3 separate regions of the Mus musculus genome follow, and regions 2 and 3 are each linked to region 1. The links are chromatin contacts, called in public Hi-C and HiChIP or PLAC-seq maps. All regions are on one chromosome and are shown on one strand. The core of a region is the stretch at or near the end of the contact, and the rest is flanking DNA. Distances in the headings are between cores, read along the strand shown. Region 1 overlaps Snd1 (staphylococcal nuclease and tudor domain containing 1). Region 2 has its middle 15 kb from the start of Gm38779. Region 3 overlaps Snd1 (staphylococcal nuclease and tudor domain containing 1).

Region 1 (4,628 bases), core at 1,480-3,979:
AAATCTAGAAATTAAGCAGAAAAACAAATAAAAGGCATACAAATTTTAGGAGAATAAAATTAAACTGTTCATAAGACATATATGAAGAAAACTCCAAGATTCCTCAAATATTATTAAATCAACTCATGAATTAATAAAGTAGTGGAAGACAAAAATCAGTAATTTCTATATACTAACAATAACATCTAAATTTTATCCCCAATAGCAAGCATCACAAACAGCAAACTGCTTAGGAATAACCAAGGAAGTAAAAATGTATACAGTACAAACTAAAAAAAAAACACTGAGGGAGCTTGAGAAGTGGCTTAGTAGGCAAAGGGCTCCCTGGGCAAGCATGAGGACCTCAGCTGAGATCGCTCTACCCTCACAACACCCATGAAAAAAGGTGAGTGTGACAGGCATGCCCAGAATCCCAGTACTGAGAGGCAGGAACAAGAGGATTTCAGGAACTTTGTAGCTAGCCATTTTACCTAACTATTGGCCTGCACAGACACTTGCACACATTTACCATGCATACAGATAAGAACCATTAGACAAAAGATAAATGGAACCATATCCATGATTATGGGTAAGATCTAATATTGCCAATGTCGATATTATTTTTGCTGGTTAATAACAATATTATTATTGTTGGTTGGTTTGATTTTGTCAATTTGTCAATTTGATACAATTCTATCAAAATCCCAAATGTAACTACTTTTACTTTCTTTTCATATGCAGTTTCACAGATTTACAGGTAATCTGTGTGCACAGGCTATGTGTGATACATATTAATACTGTTGTAAACTTGACAAAATCTAGAACCAACCCCGAGATTAGTCCTTGAGCATGCCTGTGAGGCATTTTCTTAAGTTGGTTAACTGAGGTGGGAAGATCACAAACCAGAACCACTATCATCAACACCACCATCACTAGCACCAGCATCAGCACCTTCATCAGCACCCAGTCACAGCCTGGGCCTGGGCAGAATGAAGAGGAGAGTAGGCAGGCCCTGGGCACTGGCATGCACACATTCAATGTTACCTTGCTCTGACTATAGATACAATAAAACTAGTTCCTTGGGCTCCTCTACTACAACTTCCCTGCCATGATGAGCTATAAGCTAAAGAAACTTCCTGTGAGTTGCTTTTAGTCAGTTTTGCTAAAAGAGGAAAGAAAAGCTAGGAGAGAAATCAGTAGCAGGTGTGAGGTGTTGCTGTCACAAACCTGTGTGGTTCTTAGGAAATATATTGTGACTAGAATGTGGATTTGGTAGCCTAAGCTAGAAGAGCCAATGAACACCAGAAGTATTCATTTACTGTTTAAGTTTTGTCAGGGTATTTTTACCATAGTATTAAGAAACAAAGTAAGCTAACAAGCCAATTGGTATTGTTCATGGCTTACTATATGTACTACTTAAATGAGCACCCAAAGTGGCCTGATAGGTTGTTTGACATCGGTTTGATCTGGCCTTGCAGAAATAGAAAAACATGTTAAAAAAATTTTCACTTTGGAGCTCAAAGGGCCACCAAATAGGCAAAAATAACAAAACTGGATAGCACATGTTTCTTTATCTCAAAAGTTACTACAAAGCTACAATAATAGAAGCCATATAGAACTGTCATAAAGACTTGCAATTCAGACGAGTGAAAAAAGGACAAAAATGAAGCTTTGCATTTGTGGTCAGATGGCTGTGGACAGGATGGGAATTCAGTAGGTGAGGAAAGGCAGTCTACAACAGACAATACGGAAAGCTGAAGGCATGAATGATCGAGCTGGAGCCTTGATACCACACTAAAGACTGACTTAAACTGGATCGGTGACTTAAATATGAAACGTTAAATATCTTAACAGAAATCACAGGGCAAAAACATCACTGTTTTGCACTTGGTAATGATCTATTGGTTATAAAAACCAAAGACAAACATAATAATGAAAATAGTAAATTAGATTGTGCACCAAAGTACAACTAATAGTAAAAGGCAGCCCACAAAATGTAAGATGGCATTTCTAAATCATGTATCTGACAAAGACTTAATGCTCAGAATATTTGCAAAATTCCTATAATTTAACAACAAAATCAAGCAGTGCAATTAAAAACGGGAAAAAACCCTGAGTTCAACACCCAGCACTACAAACAATTTTTAAAAACTGAAGAGCAGGCAAAGGACTTACAGAGACATTTCCCTAAAGCAGGCTACACAAAGATGACAAGCACAGGGGACAGTACAGCACCCTGCAATGGCATGCCATGGTAAACCTATCAGGATAGATCCTTCAAGGAAGTAAACTAGGGGGCGGGATCTCAGAAACCTCCTATCAAACGTCTATAGCCATGATGCGGAAGAATTCATGAACTAGAATCAAAGAAAAAAGTGGCCGGGGCAAAGTCAGGTCCATTCTGACTAAATACCTGCACTCCAGCAGATCCATGCTGCAGCCCTAGTTACCTTACAACCTGCTCTCCAATGTTGGCTTTGGCTCTCAATGCCAGCCAACTATGTGAGCTCTCAAGCAAAGTCTCAAAGAATGAGCTTGAAGGAAGGAGTTTGCGTAATTTTACATCTTTTCAAAACACAATGTTGAGTGTTGTTTATGCTATCAAGCAGAGAAGGTCTCTAACAAGCAGGGCAGTGAGAAGACATCTCTTGATGACAAGCGCTTTCCCCCTGCCCCCAACAATGCTATTCAGGTCTGTGAAATCTGCAATGCCCACAGATCCAGCAGTAAGGACAGGGAAGCCAAGCCACGTGCTCAGGGGACCATATGGCTACAAACTGCACAGATCAGCTAAAACGCCACAGGGAAGGCAGGCAGGGAACTGGCAGGCCACAACAGGCACAAAAGTCGCAGGCAGGCTCAGCTAATCGCTGTGAAGGGAACATGCTTCTCTGCTAACCTGGAGAGACAAGAAGAGGCCTCCTTTGCATTTCTTTCTTTCAGGGATAAAACTGCTTAAGCAGATGATGAAAACCAATTTTTCAACAGGCCAGATGTATAAGAAAATCCTTAGCTGAGTTTTCAGATTTCTCATAGTGACCCTCTTAACAAAGACCCATCTACAGCTTTTCAGAATTCAACTAGGAGACGCAGAAGTCCCCGCTGAAGAGGTCAGGAGTTACCTTTTCAAGGATTTCAGACGATTTTAGTGATGTCCTGTAGAATTAGCTCCTGTACTGCACAGTAACTGTGGAATAGCCCCTATTTGGAATTGATTGGGGAGGTCTGTGGGACTTTAAACTGTGGGTGTGAGGGCCCTAGGCCATAAAGACCTTTGTTAGACTGCCTTGAGAACTTCCTGGGCATTAACACACCATTTTTGTGTGTGTTGAAGGGGTTGCAGGGGGAGTGATAATGGAACTAAGGATTGAATTTAGGCCCACACACATACTTGGCAAACATTCTACCAATGAGCTACACCCCCACCTCCTAACATTTTCAATTATTTAAAAATTACTATTGAGCTACAGCTGGGTTTGGGGTTACAAAAAACAGTGAGGTGTAAAGCCTAACAAATATTTATTATGTGTTCCTTTCAGAAAATGGTGGCCAATCCTTCTTTGGGCACAAATCAGAAAATAAGCCTACTTCTATCAGTTAATAGTTCTGAAGACCTATTTGCAAAAATATTCCAACTACCTCTGAGGAAATAACTAGCATTTACAGACACTCAGTACACTTTCTAAGTATGGGAAAAATTACCAGCTTACATGAATAGCAACCTTCTGGAGACTAGTTAAATAAATTATGGTATAGCTTCACAGTGAAATATTAGGTACCAATCAAGGAAGTTGATCCAAATGCTTTTTTTTTTGGTTCCTTCTCTAAACAATTATTAAACAAACAACAACAACAAAAATTAAAGGATGTGTTTAACCCACCTATTCATCTACTTACATAAGCTCAAGAATATAAAGATAATCTGAGACCAGGTCTGCCAGCCATAAGATCCTGAAAGCCAGTGTGTAAATGGATGACTAGCTCACTCCACAGGCTCACTAAAAACCAAATCCTGTGGCAGAAGTGAGGAAACGAACAGGTGATCTGATAGAGAGTGCGGAAGCCCCATTCCCTCTCCCCTAGCTGTCCAGAAAGACTCCGGAACTACCAAATCTGGCATCTTAAGTAACAACCAAGGAGCTGAAAACCAGGACTGCCTTCAAATCTTTGAAACAGCTGCTAGACTTCAAGACATATGCCCAAAATCCGCACAGTCTCAATGCTTGTAACTTAGTATTTTAAAACCTTATTCTTAAATGAAAGACAACCAAAGTCTATCAAATACTTGAGGAGCCTCGAATATGAAAAATGGTGGACCAAAATAACCAACAGAGGGACACAAGGAACACAAAGGAAAACTGTAGACTGAAAGGTAATTCTTCAGAGAACTACATGACCTGAAACGAGTTTTACAAGTTTGGTTTTAAATAGCAATAGAAGAGATGCATTTGAACAAGTGAAATTCTTAGAAATGGAAGGATGAATAAGGAGGGAGGGAGCATGCATGCCTATCATCCCAGCACTTTGGAGGCTGAGGAAGGAGAATCTTAAATTCAAGATAAGCACAGGCTATACAATACAACCTTCATCTCAAAAACAACAAAACAGGTTTTTTTAAGACAAAGAAAATAAGAAGGAAAGATGCAAAC
Region 2 (4,628 bases), core at 1,214-3,713, 440 kb before region 1:
TAACTGGAGCTCAGGCTTCCAAGCAGAGGGGGCTCTGCCTGTCTCTGAAGCTAGAAGGGGTGCCTTTCCCTGCTTTTCTCCTGCTAGTCCCTGAGCCAACTGGGATGTCCCACGGGCCCTCTCAGCTCTTCCTGGAGGAGCTGGGATGGTGATGATGAGATTAAGAAGAGGGAGGACTGCAGTGTGTTTGGGACAACATCCCAGTGCCTTGCTGGTCATGGATGCAGGAATGGAGCAAGCTGCAGGCAGTTGCTTTATCTGGAATTCCATCAGTGCTAGCATGTGTGTGCTGCCTTCTCCAGTTAGCCAAGTGGTCACAGCCTAGTAAGTGTGAATTGCATAGAACTCTATCACTACAAAAATAAGTAAAATAATCAATTAATTAATTAACAAATGTATCCCTGGAAATTTCCTGGGAAGCCCAGAGCATACTCTTACAAGATCCTCCTTGAATATTATTCCATACAGAGCCCCGGAGTCCTGTGACCAGTGAGGGGCTGTGAATTTACCCCAGGCCTCAGACCCAAGGAGGCCTAGAATAGGAAAAGAAGCAAAAGAGGGGGTGTGAGACTGGGGAGGGGGTGTCTTGAGGACTCCCCATTCCCACTCTTCTGCAGTCAGTAGTCTGGCTTGCCTTTCAGGGAGTGGAAATCTCATTTTATTCATTAAAATAATTGAAGTGAGAAAAGAGAATGGTGGCAGAGCAGGAGTTCTTGGCTACCTGACACAGAAGACTCCTCCTGTATGGTGTACCTTGCGAGGCTGGGAGAAGGATCTGGAATTGGGTTCTGGAGCTAGTTAGAAGCTAAAAAGGCCCCGGCCAGGAGAAGTAGGCTGGGGCCGGAGATTGCGCACTCCTAGGCCTGGCTCCCAGAGTTGGCAAGGGGGAAAAAAAAGAGAGAGAGAGAAAAGGCTAGGCAGGTGCAAGCCTGGCGCTGTCCACGCCGAGGTGCTGAAATCGGAGAGCAGCGGGTCTAAAAGGAGGAACCCTGAGAAGGTTGTGCTTCCGCCACAAGTTAGAGGGGGCGGGTAGAAAGGGATTCCCTCTCGATCCCCCCTCCTTCTACTTATCCTCAAAGAAAGCGCACGAGTTAGTTGGGGCAAGAAGACAGGTTGGGCTTTGAGAAGAATGCAGCAATCTGATGCTGTGGTCAGCTTGGGGAAAGCTGGCCAGGATCCCCCTAGGAGCAAGGTGCAATCTGGACCAACAATCGGAGAAAGGATTCCTGCACTCAGGAAAGATGCCACGAATACATAGCAAGGAAGGATACGTAAGGCGTTCCCATGTACACGGGTGGCACAGACACATTTGCACATAGACCCCCGTGGGTAGGTGCACACACACCCTGTGGGCACACCAAACACACTCAAGCAGTTCTGTTCTCCCTCTTTAAACAACACTGGCTCCCACCAGGTTACAAAGTACCTCTCCAGCCTAGCATCACCTTGGCCTGTATGGCCTGGATGTCCCTCCCGCTTTGTGTCTGGGCCTCAGATGGTGACCCCAAGGGAGGCATAATCAGGAAGGAAGTTCCAATTCTAGTCTGAGACCAGGGAAGATGCTAAAGTAGAGCAGTCGGCTCTTGGGCCCACAAAAAAAGGGGTGCCACAAGCGAAGAGTGCCTCCTAAGACACCGCTTCTTCTTCTTTCCCCAGACGCCCATTTATGGTGCCAGGACAGTAGAGGAGAGTGGATGGAAATGTGTCTCCCTCCCAAACTGAAGACACCCAGAGGACCAGCGCGTACCTGTGCGTGGGAGGCCCCACGAGGAGCCTCCTCAGAGTGTCCGGACCTGCTGGCTCCTCGGGCTCCCCTTGGATAGAGGTGGTTTAGGAGTGGGGGTTACCCTGCTTGCCCTCCACACGGCCTCCTGGATGTCCGTGGGTAACGGAGAAACTCCGTTCCGGGCAGCGGGAAGTTACCCGTGTTAGAGCGCTGGGAGGGGGGTGTCCTCCGGTCTCTGGGCTTGGCCAGGGCTGCTGCGTCCCCGCACCCACCGCCCTCACCACCTCGCTGGCACCCTCCCGCCCGCAGACTGCGCGGAGCCTGAAAGCCGGGAGCCCGCCCGCCCTCCCGGAGAGTCTGCTGCTGACCTGCATTGACGTCATTGCGTCATTAGGTTTCCCCTGGAAACACTGGCTCGCCCGAAATAGTAACACATTAATTCAGGCCGGGGGAGCAGGAGAGACTGTTTGTAACCCTGCAGCTAACTCTGCGCGCGAGCGAGCGCGCAGCAGCCCCCACCCCTCCCGAGAGCAGCGCCGGCAGCGCTCACGTACTATTTTGAGAACAAAGGAAGGCAAATTTATAGAATCCCAGAGAGAAAAGAGAGAGTGCGGGGGACGCCGAGACCCTCTCAACTTGCACGCGCAGACACCCGCGGACACACACACTCACACACACACACACACACGTGTGCGAGCCACACTGGGTCTCTCTACCCTCGAGTGGGCGGGTCCCGCGTTCAGGCTCTTTCATGGACCTGCTGTGCTGTGCGCCAGAGTCCCGGTGCTCCGGATAGGTTCGAGTCAGAATTTAACGTCCTACTGGGTTTGAAGGATTAACTTCCTCCCACCACCCGCGACTCAGTACCGCAGGTTGGTCTCCACACCATCCTTCCCCGCTAGGGTCTAGCGCACGCCTGGGGCCAGAAGCAGGGACACCCTGCCCTTTCTCCTCCAGCTGTGCTCCGCCCTGTGAGTGGAGGAAATCCTGCAGGGATCCATTCTACCGCCTGAGGTTCACCCCACCCCTGGGCGAAGGATAGGGCTGGACTACATAGGCCTATGGTTTAACAGGACGCCTTCTCTTAGAAGGTCGACTGATTTGGGAAAGTCTGGGGACACGATTGCTGTTCTAAGTACCAGAATCCTTGAGGCCAGAAAGTGACCAATTTCTCTAAGAGTTAGTTGCTTCCGACTCTACTTCTGGGACAAGCAAGCAGAAAGAAGCTGGGGGTGGCTGGGAGCAGGCTGTCTAAGAGGGAGTCCCCGACCTCAAAGAGTAGTGTCTGCTCTTCCCTATCTCAGCCCTTGATTCAGTCTTTTCCCACCAGATCAAAATAGCAAACGCCTAGCCAATCGGAGGGGGGCCCGGGGGGGGGGGGGCGAGCTGGACTGCAGAGCTCTGCCAGAGCAAAAGGCCAGAGCGCAAATCCTGCCAGGGCTGTGTGAGCTGCGGGTACTGCGGGTGGATGGGAGGTGGGGAATGGGGCGGGGCATCGAGATGACCCGCCTTCCCCTTTCTCGGGAAAGCTCTCAGGAGCCTAGTGAAGAACATCCAGAGGTCTGTGTTTCAGTCCTCTCTAACGTTTCCTCACCTCTGCTCACTCTTACGAGAGAAGTGTGTGACTTGTCTCCCAAGGTTCTGTCTGCCTGTTCCTGAGGCCAGAAGCCACCTCTCCCTCTGGACTTTCACGTGTCACCTGTGTCCAGGTCGTTTCCTCTTGACCTCAGCACCTCATTAGCCACAGAGATGAAAAACCAAATCAAACCAACCAACCAAACGATCAAAACAAAACAACAACAACAACACAACAAAACAAAACAAAAAACCCTAGCTGTCCCTAACAAGTAAGAACCAGACTAAGAATAATATGTGTAACAAACAGGTCTGATCTGGCCCCTGGGAAGCTGTGTGGCCTTGTCTTTTCATGTCCCTTTCCCTCCCTGAGCCAGGGTGCCCTTGACTGTAAAATGAGGCCACAGTCCCTTGTTTTCATTACTTTTTTTTTTTTCATCTCTCTGACGAAAGCACCTTATGGAAGGAGGGGCTTATTTTGGCTCGCAGTTTGAAGAAATGTTGTCCATCACAGCAGTGGGAGGGGCCACGAATCAGGAAGTGTAGGGCGGGCGGCTGCTGATGCTCTGTCGTCTTTCTCCTTTCCCACTTTTTTTCTGTGTGGAACCCAGATTTCAGGGTAGTGGCAGGCATATTCGGGGTGTGCCTTACCTCTCAGTTAAACCTCTCCGAAATCACTGTCAAGTCACACCCAGCAGCGTATTTCCTGGGCGATTCTAAATCCAGTCAAGCTGGTCACGATTATTAACCTTCGCACCCCTTCCCAGGGCTGGACTGTGAACACAGGAGAGGATAGCAGAATGTATCCTCTGAAGAAATGATGTGCCTCCTGCTCCTACCCAACAGTGGATTCTCTCAGCTATGAGTGAACCTACCTTCTCTGCCTCCCTGGCCCATCCAAAGATGATACTCTAGTCTTTCACTCCATGGCATCCCTCAGCCTCTGTCTGAGTGCTCTGCTCCCCACCCCAGCTCCAGCAAAGCAGTAACGGAGTCAGATTCAAGTACAGGCAAGCAGTGGTGGTTGTAGTGGTGGTTGTGTGTGGTGATCTGGCTTTCTCCCTCCCTCTATGCTTATTTTCCAGCAGGATATTCACCAGGCCTATATGGTCTGGACATCTACCCACCGTCCCTCCCCTACCCAGAACTTCTGTCCCATTAAGCTGTGGCCTTCATCTGCTTGTCTGGCTCCCCGCCTGGACCACTACAGGGACCAGAGCATGTGGTGCTCTCCTTCTGGCACAATGACCAACCTGTGCTTGTGAACAGAAATGGGTAATCCCTCTTTTGAACATTTGTTTCCATGTACCTCCTCCCCAAAACTTAG
Region 3 (4,628 bases), core at 1,555-4,054, 350 kb before region 1:
TTCCTGGGCCTGCCATTAATAAGCTGGGTGACCTTGGGTAAGTCACTTTGTCTCTTTTCTCATCTTGTAAAATGAGTTTGGACAGTGATAGCTAATGCTTGAACTTGAGAACTCATCAGAACCACAGAGGAAACATGTTAAAAGTAGATTCCCAGGCCCCAGCGCCACACAGCTTGGGGCAGCAGTCCAGAGTGAGATGGATCAGTACAATATTTATATGATAATGAATCTAAAAAACCCGAGCATCAGAAGCACTTGCCTATGGTTAAAAATTCCAATAGTGCTGCCCACCCCCTGTAGTGCTATCTACAGGCAATCACTTTTAATCATCTGCTTTTGATCTTCTGGGGGTTACTATCTTATTGCTAAATAATACGCCAGCTCTTGTTCCATTGACTTCAAACACAGCCCATTGTCTTCCTGCTCTGATAGATGGGGACTTAGCTCCCTTGTGCCACCCCGTTCCCAATATAGTTCTGACACTATTTTTGGCAGCTGTATTTTAATGAGCACCCCAAGTGATTCTGATAGAGTGGGTCTGCCAGCCATGCTTTGAGAGGAAACTGCCCCGGGAGACTTTTCAGTAGGCACCCATGTTCTCCCATGCATCTTAACTGTAGGCTTCTTCCAATCCCTCCCCCAACTCCCTTTTGCAGTGCTGGGGTTTGAGACAGGCCCCTCTTCATGTTAGGTGAGCCTTGCACAGCTGAGCTCTGCACCCAGGGCTGACCCCTGATTCTGCTTGGCTTCTAGATGTGCTGATATTTGCCACCCCTGCATGTTCTGGTTACACACATTGCTCTGGGGTTGGGTGGGCTGTCAAACTGTTCTGCTTATCATTCTGCTCCCCCACCCCCCTTTATGAAGTGCCTCCAGTCCTTCAGGTGCTAACGTGGAGCTTTCTCCTTCAGGGACTGGTGTGGCTATGGCCCCAGCAGACTGCTGCGCTCTGCCCTCTTTGTAGCAACCATTCGTAGTAGTGTGTTCAGAGAACGCAGAGGAGAATGCAACCGAGGATGCTTATGCCACCTTGTTGAAGAAGTGAGCACACAGGGAGGGGTCTGTTCAGCGGGAGTCCTCTACATAAAACACCACAGCCAGGGGGAGCCGAGAGGTGGAAGCACAAGATGGGCAAAGTCATCCATCGGACAGAGGTCAGAGAGGGGCTGCCTGTGGCTGACTGGGAGGGAGCTGCTGCTGGCCTCTATTGAGTGTGGTGCAGCTTGTGGAGTTTTGTTTATGTGTGAGCTACACCCCTGGTGCACTTTCCTGAATGTGTTCCTTACACACCTGCAAACCAGGGAAGGAGCAATACCAAGTAGCTCTCCTTCCATCCTCCTAAGGGGCATCTGTTTACACAAGCCCTTCCCTGGGAGGGCTCAAGTAGGCAGGGATGGCAGGATCAGCAGCCTTGCTGGTGTGGTATGGGAGTACTGCTGGAGCTGAAGCCTGGTGGCTTTCAGAAGGCCAGCATGGCACCCTGCAGTGTGAAGCAGCCTGCTGGGTCAAGGAAGTGGCTGGAAACAAGACCCAAGCATATCCCCTGGGAAGGATGACAAGACACCAGGGGACCAAGACTACTATGCCATCTCCCCCACCTGCCAGCAGCCAAGCTGCCGGGTAGAGGGTGGTGTACGGGCCCCCAGCCCGCCTCCCCAGGCTGCTGGCCAACCTAGTGTAAATATTATTACACTCCCACGCATCTGAAGGACGTTAATTATTAAAACACATGCCACCCAGGGTAGTGCACTGTAATTAGGTTCAAATTAAATTAGCATCCTCTTGTAATTAGGACATCAATAACCACTCTTGAGGCTCCAGCACTCTTGCCCCTCCCTGATGCTTCCCACCATGGGCTAATGCAAGGAAAAGGGGTCCTTTTGACTAACTCTCCCCAGGACGTACGAATAATCAAGCCCGGAAATGAAGGGAGGCAGCTGGTGAGGCCTTTCCTCCACGGCCTGCCTTCTCTGGTGGCCGTGTGTGTAGCAGAGAGGAAGATGATGTCACTGCAAAGGGACTTCACGTACCAGTATCTCCCTGTCGGTCATCAAACCCCAGAGTTCAAGGAATTCCCAGGACAAAGTCAGAGATGAGCAAACCCTTCCTCATCTGTCAGACCAACTTTCTCTTCTCCCCCTGGGAAGTTTCTCAAGCCACTCAAGCCAGGGGCTTAAGACCCTTGAAACTCCAGGACATGACTGGGTTTTCGTGTACAGCACTGGCTGCCTCCTGGGCTGTTGTAAGGCTCCGAGGACCTCAAAACAGCCCTGACACTTTGCTGGACCCAATGCCATGCTAAATGCTGTCTGCGTATTAATCTGTTTAGCAGGGAGGCAAGAAGGGAATGAACAACTGGGGGCAAAACTGGAAAAGCACAGGGAAGGTATATAATCCATGGTTCCAAACCCATAGAGCAAGTCCAGAAGTCTGGGCGTTCTGGGGCTTGCCTGCAAGTACTGATGCAGGACCAGCATGGACGGAGACAGAACACGCCAGTGCATTCGCACATGAGTGTCTCCTTCATGTGTACCCTTAACACGGACTCCCCAGCAGCTCAACAGCCGTGGCAGAGAGAGGCGCAGCAGGCTGGAGCCTGCAGCAGAGGCTGCCTACCTGGCGACTGCCCTGACCTTTGTCTAAACTAGCCTTGGAAGAGAAAGGAAATAACAAGTGGGAAGGCTCAGGCGTAATTTCATCTGGAAAACTATGGAAGGCTTATCCTTGGGTGCAGATGTAACCAAGGCAACTGTTACGATGGGGAGATGATTTCAGACCCTTTTACAAAGAGTGGGTTGGCATCTTGCCCCTCTGCCGATTGCGCTCATTGTGAATGCACAGCGCCCTGCCTTGAGGCCTTACTGGGAGCACTGTAGAAGGTAAAGAAATGAGCTGGGCATCCATTCTCTTCTCTGTGGACCAAGCAAAGTAAAGCCATGGTAAAAGCATGACTGCCTACTGGGGGGCGGCAGGGTCACCTAAGTCACCACCACTCTGAGGATTTGGCAGACAACCCCAAGAGCTGTGCAGAGTCCTGGGGCTGCAGTTCCCTTGACTGCAGAGGCTCTGAGACAGGAGTACTGGTACTTGTTCCGAGCAGCCCTGAGGGGCTCAAGAGAGAAAGCAAGCGCCCGTAGGATTCCCGGACTGACCCCATGCTTCCCCCAACCATTCCCTTGCTTCTCATTTCCAAAGATGTGCTAGCATTGTTTTTTTCACGACAGGGTCTCGCTGTGTAGCCCTGGCTGTCCTGGCACTTGTGGACCAGGCTGGTCTTGAACTCAAGAGATCTGCCTGCCTCTCCCTCCACAGTGCTGGGCTTTAAAGGCTTGTATCACCATCACCAAGCTCAAAGATGGATTTACTGTTCTTTAAAATTATGTGCGTGTGTCTGTGTGTGGGTACGGCCACGACAGTACAGGAGCCCTGGGGCTGGAGTTTACAGATGCTGTGAGCTGTCTTAGCTGGGTGCTGGGAACTGAACTCAGATCCTCTGCAAGAACAGTACATGCTTTTAATTGCCGAGACACCTGTCCAGCCCTTCCTACTTGGTTCTTACCATTTTTGCCTCTCGCCCTACACAGGCACCAAGACCAAGAGGAACACCCCTGTGTCTAAAGATGTGTCCTGAGCAGAAGCTCATGTGACAGCTGCCCAGTGTTTGGGTGGGATGTCTGGCTTGTGAGGGATAGCCAGCCTACTTTCACTGGTGCCTCAAACGAAGGCCAAGGCAGCTTTGGAGTATCATCAGGGTCAGGAAGGTCAAGCCATCGGATTTTCTCAAAGTATGTGTGCAGTTAGGGTAGGGCCACATGCATGAGGTGGGCTTTTCTCTGCCATCACATGGCTGTTCCAGGCTTTTCCCAGCCCACAGTTATGGACTATAGATAGTTCTATAGGACTAAACCTTGAAGATTCTGAGAACACTCATTAGAGTCAGAGCTAGCTTGAGGCAACAGGTCTTCCAGAGCAAGAGCCAGTTACAGCAACATGCCTTCTTCACTAGATCTGAGATCCCTCTCAGAGATGCCTGCTACTTTAGCCCTATTCTACAAGGGCATCTATCTATCTATCTATCTATCTATCTATCTATCTATCTATCTATCTATCTATCTATCTATCTATCTATCTATCTATCTGGAACTGAACCTAGGCAAGCAACTTTATCATTAAGGTATAGGCCCGGCCATTTTAAAACTTTTTTAAGTTGCTCAGGCTGACCTTGAACACAATATAGTCCAAGATGGCTTTAAATTAATTAATGATCTTCCTGTCTCAGTCTCCTGAAGTTGGGGTATACCCCGAATTACCAAGCCCAGCTTATTGGCAATCCAATGTGAGCCCACAGTAGGAACTGGGAGAGTCCTCACTGGGATCATGCTATGGGTGAGCCTTGGGGACTCTGGGTACTGCAGCCATGCAGACTCCGAGGCAGAGGTCCTGGAGGACAGTCACATGCAGTGAGTCCAAGGAGACGTCTGCTCTCCTGCAGCATGGCATGGTTGGACTTAGCAGGCCTCAGGGCTGCCTAGACCTCTATACGCAGCCTTGCTTTCAGGACTGTGGTCAGACTTCCCCCTGGCTGGGGTCAGGAACACAGTGTTCTGGCTCCACCACGACAGTAAGGC

Evidence for each region. A called contact is a pair of places that touch in the nucleus more often than the background predicts. HiChIP or PLAC-seq counts read pairs in DNA pulled down with a chosen protein or histone mark.
Region 2: an H3K4me3 HiChIP or PLAC-seq map of forebrain shows a contact between it and region 1, with 5 times the contacts expected there. The contact joins two enhancer-like sites. A contact is called at or near these places in 2 of 484 Hi-C or Micro-C datasets (brain and cortical neurons) and 6 of 115 datasets of contacts at active chromatin or transcription factors (VIP interneurons, astrocytes, embryonic basal ganglia and 3 more).
Region 3: a Hi-C map of cortical neurons shows a contact between it and region 1, with 2.1 times the contacts expected there. The contact joins two enhancer-like sites. A contact is called at or near these places in 2 of 39 promoter capture datasets (the C10 cell line and embryonic stem cells), 3 of 15 datasets of contacts at CTCF or cohesin (embryonic stem cells, large pre-B cells and pro-B cells), 102 of 484 Hi-C or Micro-C datasets (3T3-L1-derived adipocytes, the Ba/F3 cell line, the C10 cell line and 55 more), 9 of 115 datasets of contacts at active chromatin or transcription factors (astrocytes, differentiating embryonic stem cells, embryonic stem cells and 4 more) and 2 of 9 other capture datasets (adipose tissue and embryonic stem cells).

What each region holds. Positions count from the first base shown.
Region 1 is chr6:28,536,157-28,540,784 of GRCm38.p6, reverse strand. All of the region lies in intron 9 of Snd1 (staphylococcal nuclease and tudor domain containing 1), which reads right to left. Among named protein-coding and RNA genes, the nearest start is that of Snd1, 58 kb to the right of the region's middle. Within about 2 kb of position 2,729, at least 37 of the 459 cell types and tissues checked have an H3K27ac peak or open chromatin away from gene starts, as enhancers often do. A contact at or near this core is called in VIP interneurons, brain, cerebral cortex and 2 more, where this site is marked.
Region 2 is chr6:28,978,931-28,983,558 of GRCm38.p6, reverse strand. No RefSeq gene overlaps it. Among named protein-coding and RNA genes, the nearest start is that of Gm38779, 15 kb to the right of the region's middle. Within about 2 kb of position 2,463, at least 115 of the 459 cell types and tissues checked have an H3K27ac peak or open chromatin away from gene starts, as enhancers often do. A contact at or near this core is called in VIP interneurons, brain, cortical neurons and 1 more, where this site is marked.
Region 3 is chr6:28,888,822-28,893,449 of GRCm38.p6, reverse strand. Snd1 (staphylococcal nuclease and tudor domain containing 1) reads right to left here. Exons shown (of 24, transcript NM_019776.2): 24 at 4,618-4,628. Among named protein-coding and RNA genes, the nearest start is that of Lrrc4, 59 kb to the right of the region's middle. Within about 2 kb of position 2,804, at least 13 of the 459 cell types and tissues checked have an H3K27ac peak or open chromatin away from gene starts, as enhancers often do. A contact at or near this core is called in cerebral cortex and cortical neurons, where this site is marked.